Linked DNA regions of Mus musculus: region 2 is linked to region 1. The links are chromatin contacts, called in public promoter capture Hi-C maps. All regions are on one chromosome and are shown on one strand. The core of a region is the stretch at or near the end of the contact, and the rest is flanking DNA. Distances in the headings are between cores, read along the strand shown. Region 1 holds the start of Ebag9 (estrogen receptor-binding fragment-associated gene 9). Region 2 holds the start of Emc2 (ER membrane protein complex subunit 2).

The links. Promoter capture Hi-C pulls out the DNA fragments that hold promoters and counts their contacts.
Region 2: a contact with region 1 is called in a promoter capture Hi-C map of pre-B cells. The contact joins the promoter of Emc2 here to the promoter of Ebag9 in region 1. A contact is called at or near these places in 1 of 39 promoter capture datasets (pre-B cells), 3 of 484 Hi-C or Micro-C datasets (CD4 T cells, muscle stem cells and regulatory T cells) and 1 of 115 datasets of contacts at active chromatin or transcription factors (extraembryonic endoderm stem cells).

Annotation. Positions count from the first base shown.
Region 1 is chr15:44,616,518-44,623,425 of GRCm38.p6, forward strand. Ebag9 (estrogen receptor-binding fragment-associated gene 9) reads left to right here and starts at 2,923. Exons shown (of 7, transcript NM_001357691.1): 1 at 2,923-3,390.
Region 2 is chr15:43,473,840-43,480,747 of GRCm38.p6, forward strand. Emc2 (ER membrane protein complex subunit 2) reads left to right here and starts at 3,390. Exons shown (of 11, transcript NM_025736.2): 1 at 3,390-3,486. The coding sequence starts at 3,447. It overlaps Gm10373 (predicted gene 10373), which reads right to left and starts at 3,197. Exons shown (of 3, transcript NR_046064.1): 1 at 3,129-3,197.

The sequences.
Region 1 (6,908 bases), core at 1,673-4,172:
ACTTTAAAATGTTTTTATGTTTAAAATGCAAACATTTTATGCACAGAGCAGGCAGAATGAGCTAGACCCCATGGAGAAAGGCAATCCAGAAAAAGTCATTTACTGGCAGTAATGATTATGGTCTATGAGTGTTTTCTAGTGGTAATTTTAATGGCCTGTGAATTTTAAGATCTTTTTGTTCTTCCCACTTTACATCTGGTCATTCCCTTCAGCCCCCACACAAGATTTGGGTAATGGGCAAGACTTAAAGTTACACATTTCAATAAGCTGTCTCCAATGAGGGGTCCTGAAGTGTCGGCATGTAAGATCACCAACAAGATTTAAAGTCTTCTCTTGCAGGTATTTTACAAATGAATTTGGATTGCAATATGCAATTTTGTTGTCATTTTAGGATTCTCATTGCTGTGATGAAATATGACCAAAGCATGTTCAGGAGGAGAGGGTTTATCTGGCTTATACTTTTATATCCATCGTCCATCACTGAAGGAAGTCAGGAGAGGAACTCAGTCAGGGAAGGAACCTAGAGGCAGGAGCTGATGCAGAGGCCGTGTAGCAATGCTGCTGACTGGCAAACTTCATGTGGCTTGCTCAGCCTGCTTCCTTATAGAAGCTAGAACCACCAGCCCAGAAGTAGCCCCACCCACAAGTGGGTGAGCCTTCCCACATCAGTCACTAACAGAATGCCTCACAAGCTTACTACAGCCCTCTCTTATAGGGGCATTTTTCTCAATGAAATTGAGGCTTCTTTTCTGGTGACTCTAGCCTGTAACATTTTGATATAAAACTAGCCAGTATGGTTGCTTTCCTTTTGTTCTCTGTTGTGAAACAAGTACCCAGCCACCAGGATTTCTGTAGAAACATGTGCCTCCTTTGGTTTTTCAATTTGGAAATGGTGAATTATTAAAAAAAAAAAATCATAAAAAAGAAGATTATCATGGGGCATAATAAGTAATTTAAAACGAAGATGTAAGTCATCACATTAAAAAAACATGCTCCTATTAGGATTTCGGGAAATCAAAAAATGGCAGAAATTATAGATTATTGGAATTTGGATAATACTAGATTGGATTATAGATAGAATACCTGTTTCAGGGACCTCAGGTGATTTATTTATTCATTTATTTATTTGATGTGTGGCTGTGTAGTTACTAAAAATGTTGCAGCTTTATGATAGTTGAGTGGCTATTATCTATGATTGCTTGATATGTGCCTGACTGCACTGAAAGCATTGCAAGTATTAAATGCACTTAAGAGGAGACCAGATTAAATTAATTCATGTTTACCTAGAACCAGAGAAAGAATCCTAAATTTACTTTTTCCTCATTGTTAGGGTAAGCATACTAAACTGCTGTCTTGGATTAGTGGTACACACCAGTAATCTCAGAATGCTGTAGAAGCTGAGGCAGGAGGGGCTTAAGTTTCAGGATTGCAAGAACCTTTCTCAAAGAAAATAAAGCACAATAAATAGTAATAAAAATATGGAGCAGATTGCAGTGAAGAGGGTGGGGGGTAGAATATTTCAGGTTACATGGATAGACGAATCATGGTGAGAGAACAAAGGCAGCTGAATCTTTAAAAAGGAATAGGAAGGAAAGGCTAGTTGAGGAAGAATTTGAAAAAACTGCTTTCAACTTTTCGATATATCATAAACACAAATATATGTACACACACACACACACACACACACTCCCTTGCCAGCCACTTCCTAATAGTAGCTTCTTAAGAATTCTTAGTCCAACAGAACAATAAACTCGGATTTTTACAAGCACACAAGATAGAAAAAGAAAAGAAAACATGAAAAGAATATGCTTGTGTACATACATACATACATATGTATGTATAAACGTAGAAGTGAAACTGTCTAGAAGAACAAGGATCTATCAGCGGTGGGAGGAAAAAAAGGGGGTAGGAGGTTGTATCTGTTCAAGTTACAATGTTTCCTTAAATGAAAGCATTTTTATGGAACAAAGTAACATGTACAATAAAAAATAAAAACCAAAAGTCAATCAAACAGCAGAAAAATATCCGATTGCAAGAGAGAACCCCAAAAAGACAAGAGCTGGGTAAAAAGGCTAGCCCCTGATGCAGGATATAAGGAGGGACCTAGAAGAATCACCCGCCTTACTTTCAGTTAAAAACTGGACTAAGATTTAAACAGAGCCAGATAAATTCTGAAAGAGACGTGTAAACGTCTCAGGTCCAGCAGTAATTGGGGTCTGTCCTAGTCACACCCAAATCATTTTGAGACAGAGAGGCTTCGCCAATGTTTCACAATCTAGATGCAGTTTCGCCTTGGCCCCATCTAGCAGACAGGTTTAAGGATGGAACAGGAGACTTGGTCACAGGCGAGACACTAATCTACAAAGGAGGAAAGGAAAACAACTTGGCAGGAGCCCAGTTGCTCCAGGACAAAAAAAAACCCAACACACTACTATTAACAAAAGGCCAAAGCAGTTGCACTGTCCCGACTAACCACGCCCCTATGCACTCATTGGCTTGCGACTTGCACGTCAATGACGTATCTATCCTCTATTGGGCCAGAAGTACGAGAGGCAGAGTGCGGAAGCCAGAGCCTGGAGACAGGGTCTGGGCGGGGAAACGGGCGGGGCCAGGGCGGAGCTAGGGCGGGGTCCGGGCGGGTTTTTGGAGAAGGGGCGGCCATGGCGGCTGCGCGGCGGCCACGGCGGCTGCGACGGAGCGCGCGCCCGGCTTTGAATGAGCGGAGCTGGGACTGAGCTGGCGGAGCGCGAGCTCGAGGCAGACAGCGGCTGTGCGCGCGCGCGCCTCGTGAGCGCGCGTGGCCCGCGGCAGCTCGGAGCCTCCGCCGGGCGGGCGGGGAGGGGGAGGGGCAGGTGAGTGTGTGCGGCCTGCGCGCGCCCGCGAGGGGCTTTTTCTCTACCCACCCGCCTCCTGACCCGGTCCGGCCTGCGGCTGGTGGCCGCGCTTCCCGGTCACCCTCTGGGTCGCCCCGTACTTCCTGCCCTCCCGCCTTTCTCTTCGGCCCTCTACCTCGACCTCCCACTCGCCGAGCCACCACTCTGGGGTACTGTTTCCGGGTCAGGGTGACCTGTGGGGAGAGCCGAGCGTGGCTTGGAACCGGCTCGTCCCTGTCCCCTCGCTATGCTGCGGTCCCGCACGGGCGTCCCGCCTGGGAGCTGCCGACCCGGAAAAACCCCACGTTCAGTCTTTCCCAAGGGCAATGTGCCGCCTTCCTGCCCTCCTCTACGGGCCTCGCACCTCTCGGGGCCGATCTGCCCAACATCCAAACCCCATCCCACCCGGCTCCCACCTTCAGCAGTTTAGAACGCCTCACATGCCGCCCGCCACCGGGCGTGGGATTGCGTAACCAGAAAGCTCGCGTGTGTGTTGTTTTGCTCATCTGTGCAGTGGGTATGATTTTTTTTTTTTCCGCCAGCAAGTTCTAGGTGGGTAATCTGAAAGTGAAAATTATTTTAGTTATGAGACTCACCGTTGAGTCATTCAGAAGATCTTAACCCACCTTGGTTAACTAACAGTCCCCGGGGTGTCAAATTCGAAGGCCTGATGGTACAGAATGTTCGGTTTTTACCACCAGCTTTCCAAAACTGCACTTCTGCTTTTGCTTACATGCCTCCGGTGTTGACCCTTCCTTGTCATGTTTGAGTTCAGGTAGATTTTTATTTGGGAGCTTTATGATATTTAACTTTAGCGAGTCACAGACCTAATTTGAGTATATTCTGTGCTTTCGTAGGTCGTGGGACTTTCAAGTAATTGTATAGACTTAGAAATGCAGGATTAGGACAGCATTTGATGACTCGTTTAATGAGTATCACCTGGCTTGGCTTAATGAATTATAGTTTAATTGATGTATACTCCAGGATCTGAAGAAATTGAGCACAAGGACAGATTGACCACGTCATGCAGGATTCTTTTTCTTTATGCCTTCCTCCCTTATAGGGAAATCTTTCTTAGTTGTCACAACAGAGCTCTTCTTCCTATTGTTTAATTGGAAATGCCATTTCTTCAAAATTATTTCTCTGGCATAAAGTTTCTGCATTTTCTTAGTCATTTTCGTTTTTAAAATTTGAGTATTTTGGTAGGTTATTTCAATATTGTCCAGTTCTAGAAAGCATTTTAAAACACCCAAATTGCAAAGTAGCTCCAAGTAAGTGTTTTCCTAATTGAGAATCTATAGGTGTTTTAGAAATCAGACTGTAGTGATATGTATAAAATTGAAATCGTTTGAAACAGAATCAGGGCCTTAGGATTCCCCTCCTCCAGCCACTGCTGATTTAACCTGTTTAAATTACTCAGACCATTTATAGGCCTTATCCATTATATAGGAATGGTGAAACTATTGAACTAAATTCTGAACATGTTAAGGGCCCAAGGAATGTTAAGTTTTTAATTTTTAATTCAAGAAATATTGGACCACCTAAATGCTGTCATTGGCTAAGATGTAGAGATAACAAACTAAACCACACTGGTGGGGTCCTGCCCTTCTAGGCTCTTTTTCCTTTGAATAAAAGCAAATGTAGAAAGAAACTCCAGATAGTGGTTGAGTAGCAGTGGGTGCCCCAGTGCAGGAAGTGTTTCCTGGTGTCAGTGCACATGTGTTACATAGGTGGTGCTAATCTATGTTCCTTCTACTGCGCTGTAGCATATGCCATATGCACAAGTCCTGAATTACACGTGTCTACAAATCCCTGTCATTGACAAAGTGCTGCTTTGGTAGTTTGCTTACATTTCCCACATTTAGTGAAACTGCTTAGAACTTAAATCTTCCTTGATTCCCAAGAATGTTCCTGACTAGGTTTTCATAGCTCTCAGATGAAATGGATGTAGGTTTGAATGCAAGCAGTTGTAGGAGCTTGAGAACTTGTGCTTACACCGCTGCTGTTACGTGAATGGACGGCATTAATATCTGTGGATGCAGTTAGCTACTGTTTAGATAGTGCTTGATTCATAATAGATGGTCAGTGAATTTTAGGATTCACTCATTACAGAAGCAGATTTATCACAGAATTCAGATATTGTTAATAGCTATGGTGGCATTCTGTTCTGTTATCAATAATAATCTGGCTTTCTGCTTTTCCACTTAAACTTGAAATTTTATTTCTACATTTTGTTGGAGCCATTCAAGGTGATAGGTACTGACTGAGTAATGACACTTAAGGATAGTTGAGAAGGGAATGGCAGTAGCTGCCAAGGCTCTGCATGAAATTTCATTCTTAGCCTAACACTAAACCCTCTGCACAGTCCCAAAATATTAAATGTGGTTTTTTTTTTTTTTTTTTTGTCAAAAAATCTTGCTGGAGTATCTCTTTGCCTGTATTTTCTTTTCCAGTGCTATATGCCATACATCTGTTAGCTACCTTTTATATTTTGTTTCTGAAAATTAATTATATTTTTAACAGTTTGTGCTGAATTTTAATAGTATATATTTGCATATACTGTACACAATATTGGTTTTCATTATATTTCATTTCCCCAGATAATGTAATTAGCTCACCTCCTTCCTCCCATTAGTGTTTCTTGTTCTCCGTCTGGTCCTTTTCTTGTCAAACAGTACCCTATTTTCATGTATTGTATTAGAAATCTAGCTTTTACAAATGAGGACAAAATACTGTCTTTACCTTTCTGACTCTAGCTTATTTTGTCCAACACTGTGGTCTTCAGTTCCATCCATTTTCCCATGGAGAGCATGCACGAATGCTATATTTACACTCTCCTTGGGAAAATTGCTTTTTGTTTTGTTGACAAATGAGCTTTAAATGAAGCCGTCAGTTATCATTCTACTTGTTTAGTTTATTCTACTTCTAGTGAGGAATCAGTCATTTCTTTCAAGTTTTACTTTGCAAATGGTAACTGAATATAAAGGGTTAAAAACCCTCTAGAGAAGTATTGTTTAGGGAAAGTACAGTATATAGATATTACTGTAGTATAAAATAGAAAATGTTAACCTTCTCAATAGAAAAACAATGGGATTAAGAAACTGTTCCTTTCAACATTATGAACTAACCAGTACCCCAGAGCTCTTGACTCTAGCTGCATATGTATCAAAAGATGGCCTAGTCGGCCATCACTGGAAAGAGAGGCCCATTGGACACGCAAACTTTATATGCCCCAATACAGGGGAACGCCAGGGCCAAAAAGGGGGAGTGGGTGGGTAGGGGAGTAACGGGGACGGTATGGGGGACTTTTGGGATAGCATTGGAAATGTAAATGAGGAAAATACCTAATTAAAAAAAAAGGAAGAAACTGTTCCTTTAGGAAGTAATAATAACATACCTAGCCAACACCATTGGTAGTGGGAAACAACCATGCTTTGAGAGAGTCAGCTTTGTTGCATTTTTGAAATCAAGTAAACCACCTTGGGGATGTATTTGTCAGAAATATTTATATTACTTGAAGAAGGAAATTGTTAATATGCTTTTGATTCAATTTTTTGTACCCTCTCAGAGCCCCCTTCTGCCTTAGACATTGAGTAAATCATTCAGTTTGGTTTGGGTTGAGTCTCTGCCTCACACATATGTAACAGATACGCAGTTTGATCTTTGTGTGGTCCTGAAAAACTGGAGGGCAGCATATCCCCAAAGTTGTTGCTTGTACGTGGATATGTTCTTCTAGCTGGGCTGCCTTGTCTGGCCTCGGTGGGAAAGGATGAGTGTAGCCTGGAAGAGGCTTGATTCACCAGGGTGGGGGAATACCCAGGGAGGCTCCCACCTGCTCAGAGAAGGGAGGGGGATGGAGGAAGCATTGTGGAAGTGTTGACTGGAAACAGGCAGTGAGCCTGATGTATAGTGAATAAGTAAGATAATAAAAAAAGAAAGATAGTCTTGATGTGTACAAAAATACAAGAGTATTGCTAAGGAACCTTGTGGAGCTTGCCATTGTAATTTTATAGTCTGTGTTCCGCTATTAACCCT
Region 2 (6,908 bases), core at 2,140-4,639, 1.1 Mb before region 1:
TCTTGTTCTGCTTCTTTGCTGTTCTATATGCGTCTTGTGTCTAGATAGGCTTCCTTTCACTATATTTGAGAAAATATCTTCCATGATGTCATTTTATGGCATTTGCATGAAAAATTTCTTCTTGGATATTTAGAATATGTAGGTATTGCCATAGTTTTTGACATCTTCTGTTCATACATTCAAAAAATCATTGACCTTGACTGACTCATACATCATTTTTGTTTTCACCTCTTCATACATGATATTTTATCTCCAATACCATCCATTCAGTTGGTGAGGATGTCCACTTAACTTTTTACTTGACCTATTTTTTGGAATGCTTAGTAGTGTTTTGCTACTTTTATTTTCATGGTCACCTTTTCTTTTTTTATAATTTATTTTTTTAATTAGGTATTTTCTTCATTTACATTTCAAATGCTATCCCAAAAGTCCCCCAGACCCTCCTCCACTCCCCACTCCCCTACTCACCCACTCCCACTTCTTGGCCCTGGAGTTCCCCTGTACTGAGGCATATAAAGTTTTCAAGACCAATGGGTCTCTCTTTCCAATGATGGCCAACTAGGCCATCTTCTGATACATATGCAGCTAGAGGCATGAGCTCTGGGGGGTACTGGTTAGTTCATATTGTTGTTCCACCTATAGAGTTACAGACCCCTTTAGCTCTTTGGGTATTTCTCTAGCTCCTCCATTGGGGGCCCTGTGATCCATCCAATAGCTGACTGTGAGCATCCACTTCTGTGTTTGCTAGGCCCCGGCATAGTCTCACAAGAGACAGCTATATCTGGGTCCTTTCAGCAAAATCTTGCTAGTGTATGCAATGGTGTCAGTGTTTGGTGGCTGATTATGGGATAAATCCCCGGATATGGCAGTCTCTAGATGGTCCATCCTTTCATCTCAGCTCCAAACTTTGTCTCTGTAACTCCTTCCATGGGCATTTTGTTCCCAATTCTAAGAAGGGGCAAAGTGTCCACGCTTTGGTCTTCGTTCTTGAATTTCATGTGTTTTGCAGATTGTATCTTGTATCTTGGGTATTCTAAGTTTCTGGGCTAATATCCATTTATCAGTGAGTGCATATCATTTGAGTTCTTTTGTGATTAGGTTACCTCACTCAGGATGATGCCCTCCAGGTCCATCCATTTGCCTAGGAATTTCATAAATTCATTCTTTTTAATAGCTGAGTAGTACTCCATTGTGTAAATGTACCACATTTTCTGTATCCATTCCTCTGTTGAGGGATATCTGGGTTCTTTCCAGCTTCTGGCTATTATAAATAAGGCTGCTATGAACACAGTGGAGCATGTGTCCTTCTTATCAGTTGGAACATCCTTTGGATATATGCCCAGGAGAGGTATTGCGGGATCCTCCAGTAGTACTATGTCCAATTTTCTGAGGAACCGCCAGACTGATTTCCAGAGTGGTTGTACAAGCTTGCAATCCCACCAACAATGGAGGAATGTTCCTCTTTCTTCACATTCTTGCCAGCATCTGCTGTCACTTGAATTTTTGATCTTAGCCATTCTGACTGGTGTGAGGTGGAATCTCAGGGTTGTTTTGATTTGCTTTTCCCTGATGACTAAGGATGCTGAACATTTTTTTCAGGTGCTTCTCAGCCATTCGGTATTCCTCAGGTAAGAATTCTTTGTTTAGCTCTGAGCCCCATTTTTTAATGGGGTTATTTGTTTTTTTGGAGTCCGACCTATTTTTTTTTTTACTTCCATTATCATTCTGGTTTTATTTTTTCCAGTATTTTATCTCCTTATTAAATTATTTCAACAACATACATGAACTTCCTTATTTCATTTTGCTGTCTGTATTCTCTGTGATAATTCTTGAGTCCATTGTGAGTTGTTGTGCCATATTTAAAATGATTTTTAAAATTCTGTATATGAACTTCTATGTTAATCATTTTTGCTGGAGGCCATTTGAATGAGGTTGGTAATTTTTGGCGGTATCAAGTTGTCTTAAATTTTCATGCTTCTTAGGTTTATCTCCTGGGATATGACTATTAGGGGGTCAAATTGTTGCTTAAGACTGGAGGTCAGCTGTGGTGCAGTGCTATGTTAGATTGGTGTTCCAGGTACCAGGCTCTATCTTTTGACTGCTGCTGAGGGTTGAGTTTGAATATTTCCTGTTTGCAACTATTCAGTAACTAACCCATTTTTCATAACAGTAGATAATAACTGAATACAAAATGAGTATAAAATGGATGCTTTTTAAATATTAGTTCTTGAAGTGGTGAGTCAATGGCACTGTGTATACTGATAGTATGGGTGGAAGGGAGGCAAAAGGGTCACAACTGCAGTGTGACTAGCAATAAGTATTGGGCTGTTATACTGGAAGTAGAGGAGATTGGCCCACATAGGATTTTAAATAATTGAGTAAAAGCAAAAATGGGGGGGGGCGTGTGGGACATTTGGTTAATGATAGACTAAAATGAAGAGGTAAGTTTAAAGTAGGTCTGCATTTGAGCTTTCAGAAATGGAAAAGTAAGAGGAATGGGTATAAGAAAAGAGAAAGAGGAAAAGGAGAGATAGAGGTAGACATAGAGATAGATAGATATAGATAAATAGAGAAGGATGGAGGAAAAGCAAAAAAGAGAAAGAAACAGTATGGGATAATATTTACACTGCTCCGTTTTATCAGAGCATTGGTATGAATTTGACTGAAGCATTTAATATTGTTTTGAATGAAATATTTTTTTAAGTCTGCTTAGTCTGAGGAGAAACTTTTTTGTTTATATGGAGATTTTAGTCAACAATAGTATCACATCATATATTTGATATTTTGGTAAAAGCTATTACCTTCCAACATGGTAACTATTAGAAGAGATAGATAAGTTAATTAATTGTAGTAATAATCTCAAATCATTACCCTATACACCATATATATATATATATATGTATATATATATATATATACATATATATATACATATATATATATATATTCTTTTGTCAATGATACTTCATTAAGGCTGAGGTATCATTGAGGACTGTGAAAGAATTGAATGAGTCTAGCTAAAGGAAAATAAAAAAACCTGGAGCGGCAGACACTAAAGACATTACATTTGATAAAATCGCAGGAAAAGTAGATAGTTATCTAAAGTTGCAGTAAAAGTAGAAAGTTACCTCAGCCCAAGTACCTCAGCCTCAGCTGTCTGTCACAGACTCCTTCCTCAGCAGCTCCCTCAGCTCCCCGCTGGCCCCGCCCCGCCTCGCCCCGCCCTCCGGCCCCGCCTCTCCGGCTTCTTCCCACTAGTCTGGCCACTCAGACCTCTCTGGCTCCGCCCTCTCTCCTCTTGAGTGGTTTACAAATGAGAGGAAGATTCCGCCCACTCCCCGCTATCGACCAATAAAAACTGGCTTCGTCATTTGCCACTTCCCGGTCGCGGGTGAAGTGCTGCGTCTCCCCGCCCTCTCTCCTCGCCGACTCCGGGTTCTAGGAAGATGGCGAAGGTCACTGAGCGTTACGATGTGACTTGGGAAGGTAATTTTGGGCGGGGAGGGTGCAGGAAGACCCAAAGCCCTGGGAAATGGTTTAGAATTACCCAGAATCCCCGGAGAGATTCGTACCCGGTTGTGTCCTCCGTCGGGCAGCTCTCCCTGAACTGCCCGAACCGAGTGGACACTGGGGCTGGTTCCTTCCTGGGCCCGGCCACAATCTGCGGCGTACCAGTGTCGCGATTGCTGGCCCGTACACCGATCCACCTGCCTCTCTGCGCACCGGTTTTGTCATCTACTGTTTAGGAGGCAGGAGGGACGCGGAGCTGCGGCTGTCACACAGCATGTGGTTTCTGGGAGGCGAGGAGGCGGGATCAATGTGTTGAAGCGAAGAGATAGTCCAATGGGATCTGTTTCTTCAACATGCACTTTCCATGGGTTTAGAAAGTCTCCCCTTTTAACTTCCTTGGCCAGTCCTATTTAAAGCACACACAATGTAGCTTCCTACTTACTTTCTGCCAACTAATTCATTTTCTGAAGGAGATTGTAACTGGTTAAATTGGAGGTATGTGTTCACATGTGATAGTCTTATCCTGTCTGATTGACCAAGAGTGGAGAATCTTTAAATAAAATATTTAAATCTTGGATCAGTTCTGTATGAGCTGTTATCTCTTTCAAAAAACGTTGGTGGGAGTCATGCTTAAGAAAATAAATGGGTGTTTTTAAAAGCATGAGATTTCTGTCCATATTCCCAGCAGTTGGCACAGTACAGTGTACTTCAGTAGCTAGTTTGCCCATTGAATACTTTTGTGGGATCTTTAACATGTAGAGTGAAATTTACATGAATTGTTTGAATGCAAATAAATCTCAAATAGTATAAGAAGGAAAAGATTTTATATTGAATAAAAAATGTAAGTCCTAGTTCTTTATGTCATATAAGACAAATGTTCAAAGAGTTTACAGTTTAATGGAACAACAGACCTGTCAATTCATTTTTAAAAGGTTCATGTCAACACATACCCTTCCACTGTAAAGTAGATAGGTTAGTAGGTGTTCCTTTCAATGCTTTTAAACATGTTATAAATACCTTAAGATTGTTGAAAAGTGATATTTTTAAGGTATGTGAAGGATAGCTTTTAAAATCTGTTAATGTGTACAAATCAAGGACAAAGATTATGTTACTGTTGGCAAGCAAAATGATTCTGCGTAGCTTCATGCTGTCCTGTGGGCATTCTAAGGTATAGCGATATAACTAGATTTGGAATAGTGACTGCTGTGTAATTTGTTGAGCAATGAAAGAAGAAATTATTTTTAAAGTGGTCAGTTAGCTTCTAACCTGAGAGAAAAGATTTTGTTGTTGGTTGATAGTTTTTTTTGTTTGTTTGGTTTTTGTTTTTCGAGACAGAGTTTCTCTGTATAGCCCTGGCTGCCACTCTGTAGTCCAGGCTGGCCTTGAACTCAGAAATCCACCTGCCTCTGCCTCCCAAGTGCTGGGATTATTATGTCATTCTGCTGAATGATCTGGCTCTAGATGGCATCTAGCTGGAGCCACTGCCTGTCCCAACTCTGAGCTGGCTCAGCTTGTCTTTCCTAGATTGCCTAAATTGGCATATACTTGTCTTCGTGGTTGGCACAAGTGATTCTTTCCATCAACAGAGTTCTCCCCTCATAGCCTCACTCTTAAATGTTAGTCTCTCAGAATCGTGCTCAAAAGTTACAGGTTGCAGTACCCTTAAGCACGCATCTTCTCACCCCTGCCACCATATTTACAAGAGAAGTAAAGAGGAAAAAACACGAAAATGAAAATCTCAAGCAACTGAATGGAACAAAACCTCCTGGACTATGTGCTTTCTTTCTATTGAAGCACTTGCTTGCTTGTTTTACCTCAAATTTTTTTCTCTGTTAGAATGAAAGAAACTAGGCCTACTTTGCTCACTTTTATGTAACTAGTGCTTGGCACAGCGAAGAAACTATTTACTAATTGACTGAATTATTCAAAGTGTTTACAACCAACACTAATAAGTTGTCCATGCTTTTTCTAGCTTTCTGGCCACTATCTTATGTGAACCTGGGCACCCCAGTGACTAGAACACAGTTTCCTTATTTTGTAAAATGAAGGCTTAATTTTCCTGAAAACCTGTTTTATGAGAATATGGATGGTTGATGAGATGACACTCAGATGGAGTTTTGTTTGGATATGGAGGACAGAGTCAGCTGTATCCTTAGGACCTCCATTAGCATCAGAAATGGATCCAAAGAACACAATAGAGTGTGTATGTGTGGGGTGTCTGTGTGTGTGCATATATATGTCTCTTTGTGTGGTGTTTGTTACATGTCATACATGAGAGTGTGGGTGTGCATAGGCACAAAGATGCCAGGAGAGGGAGTTATATATCTTGCTGTACACTCTTTATTTGAGGCGGGGTTTATCACTAAACCTGAAGCCAGGCTAGAAGACTGCAAACGCCAGTGAGCAATATCTCCTCCCCTGACCTCTTTCCTAGTGCTGGGGTTAGAGCCAAGCAGGGCTCTTTATGTTTTGCAAGGGATTCAACTCAGGATCTTATGGTTGCAAAACATGGACTCTTACCCAACAAGAGCTCTTAACCACTGAGCATCTCTCCAGACCCTGTAATTTTTGTAATAGGAATGCATATAAAAGACTTTAGTAAGTTTAACACTCTTTTAAGTCTCAAATAGATGATATAAACAAATAAAATGTTCATTTCGTAAGCCAGTTGAAAACATTTGTTAAGTAGAATATTTAGAATTTAGACTTGTAAGGAAAGTAGTCAAGTTTCTTGAGAATATATATTTAGGCATGGCTGGATAGGGTGCCTTGTGCAGAGCCTAGCATAATAGATGTGAAATGAGTTTTTAAAATACTGTAGAAAATTTTGTTTGTATTCCTCCCTTTTTACTTCATACCTTAAGAAGCCACAATTTTGACAGTTCATGGATGCAGTTTCCCTCTCATATCTAGAAGACATAGTCTCATAGCTGACATTATGGTTTGCTGACTCTCAACTTTTCGGCCACATTTTTGTGATTTTCTCTGAGATTGAGGTATAGGCACTGCATTGTATAAGTATCAACAGTTTGGTTTCTGTATCTTACTTTTTCTTTAAGGTGCTAGGAAAACCTTGTGCCAGTTCAAATGTTTATATTTTATATATCTGTTATGCTTACCATTACAAATAACTCCCTCTTTGTAAGATTTTGATTTTTTTTTATCTTTTTGTATGTATGTGTGTGTATGTATGTAGATGTCGTAAGTTCCTGCCAGGTGTTTGTCTATTGATTTCTACCTAATTTTACAAAACAGTTTTTCCCACTATATCTTGAACTCACTCATTGGCTGGACTGATTGGCCCGTGGGTCTCCAGGATCCACTTCTCTGTGTTCTTAAAACTAAGGGAGAGTGTCTCCATGTCCAGGTTTTTGCAGTGGTTCTAGGGATTGGAACTA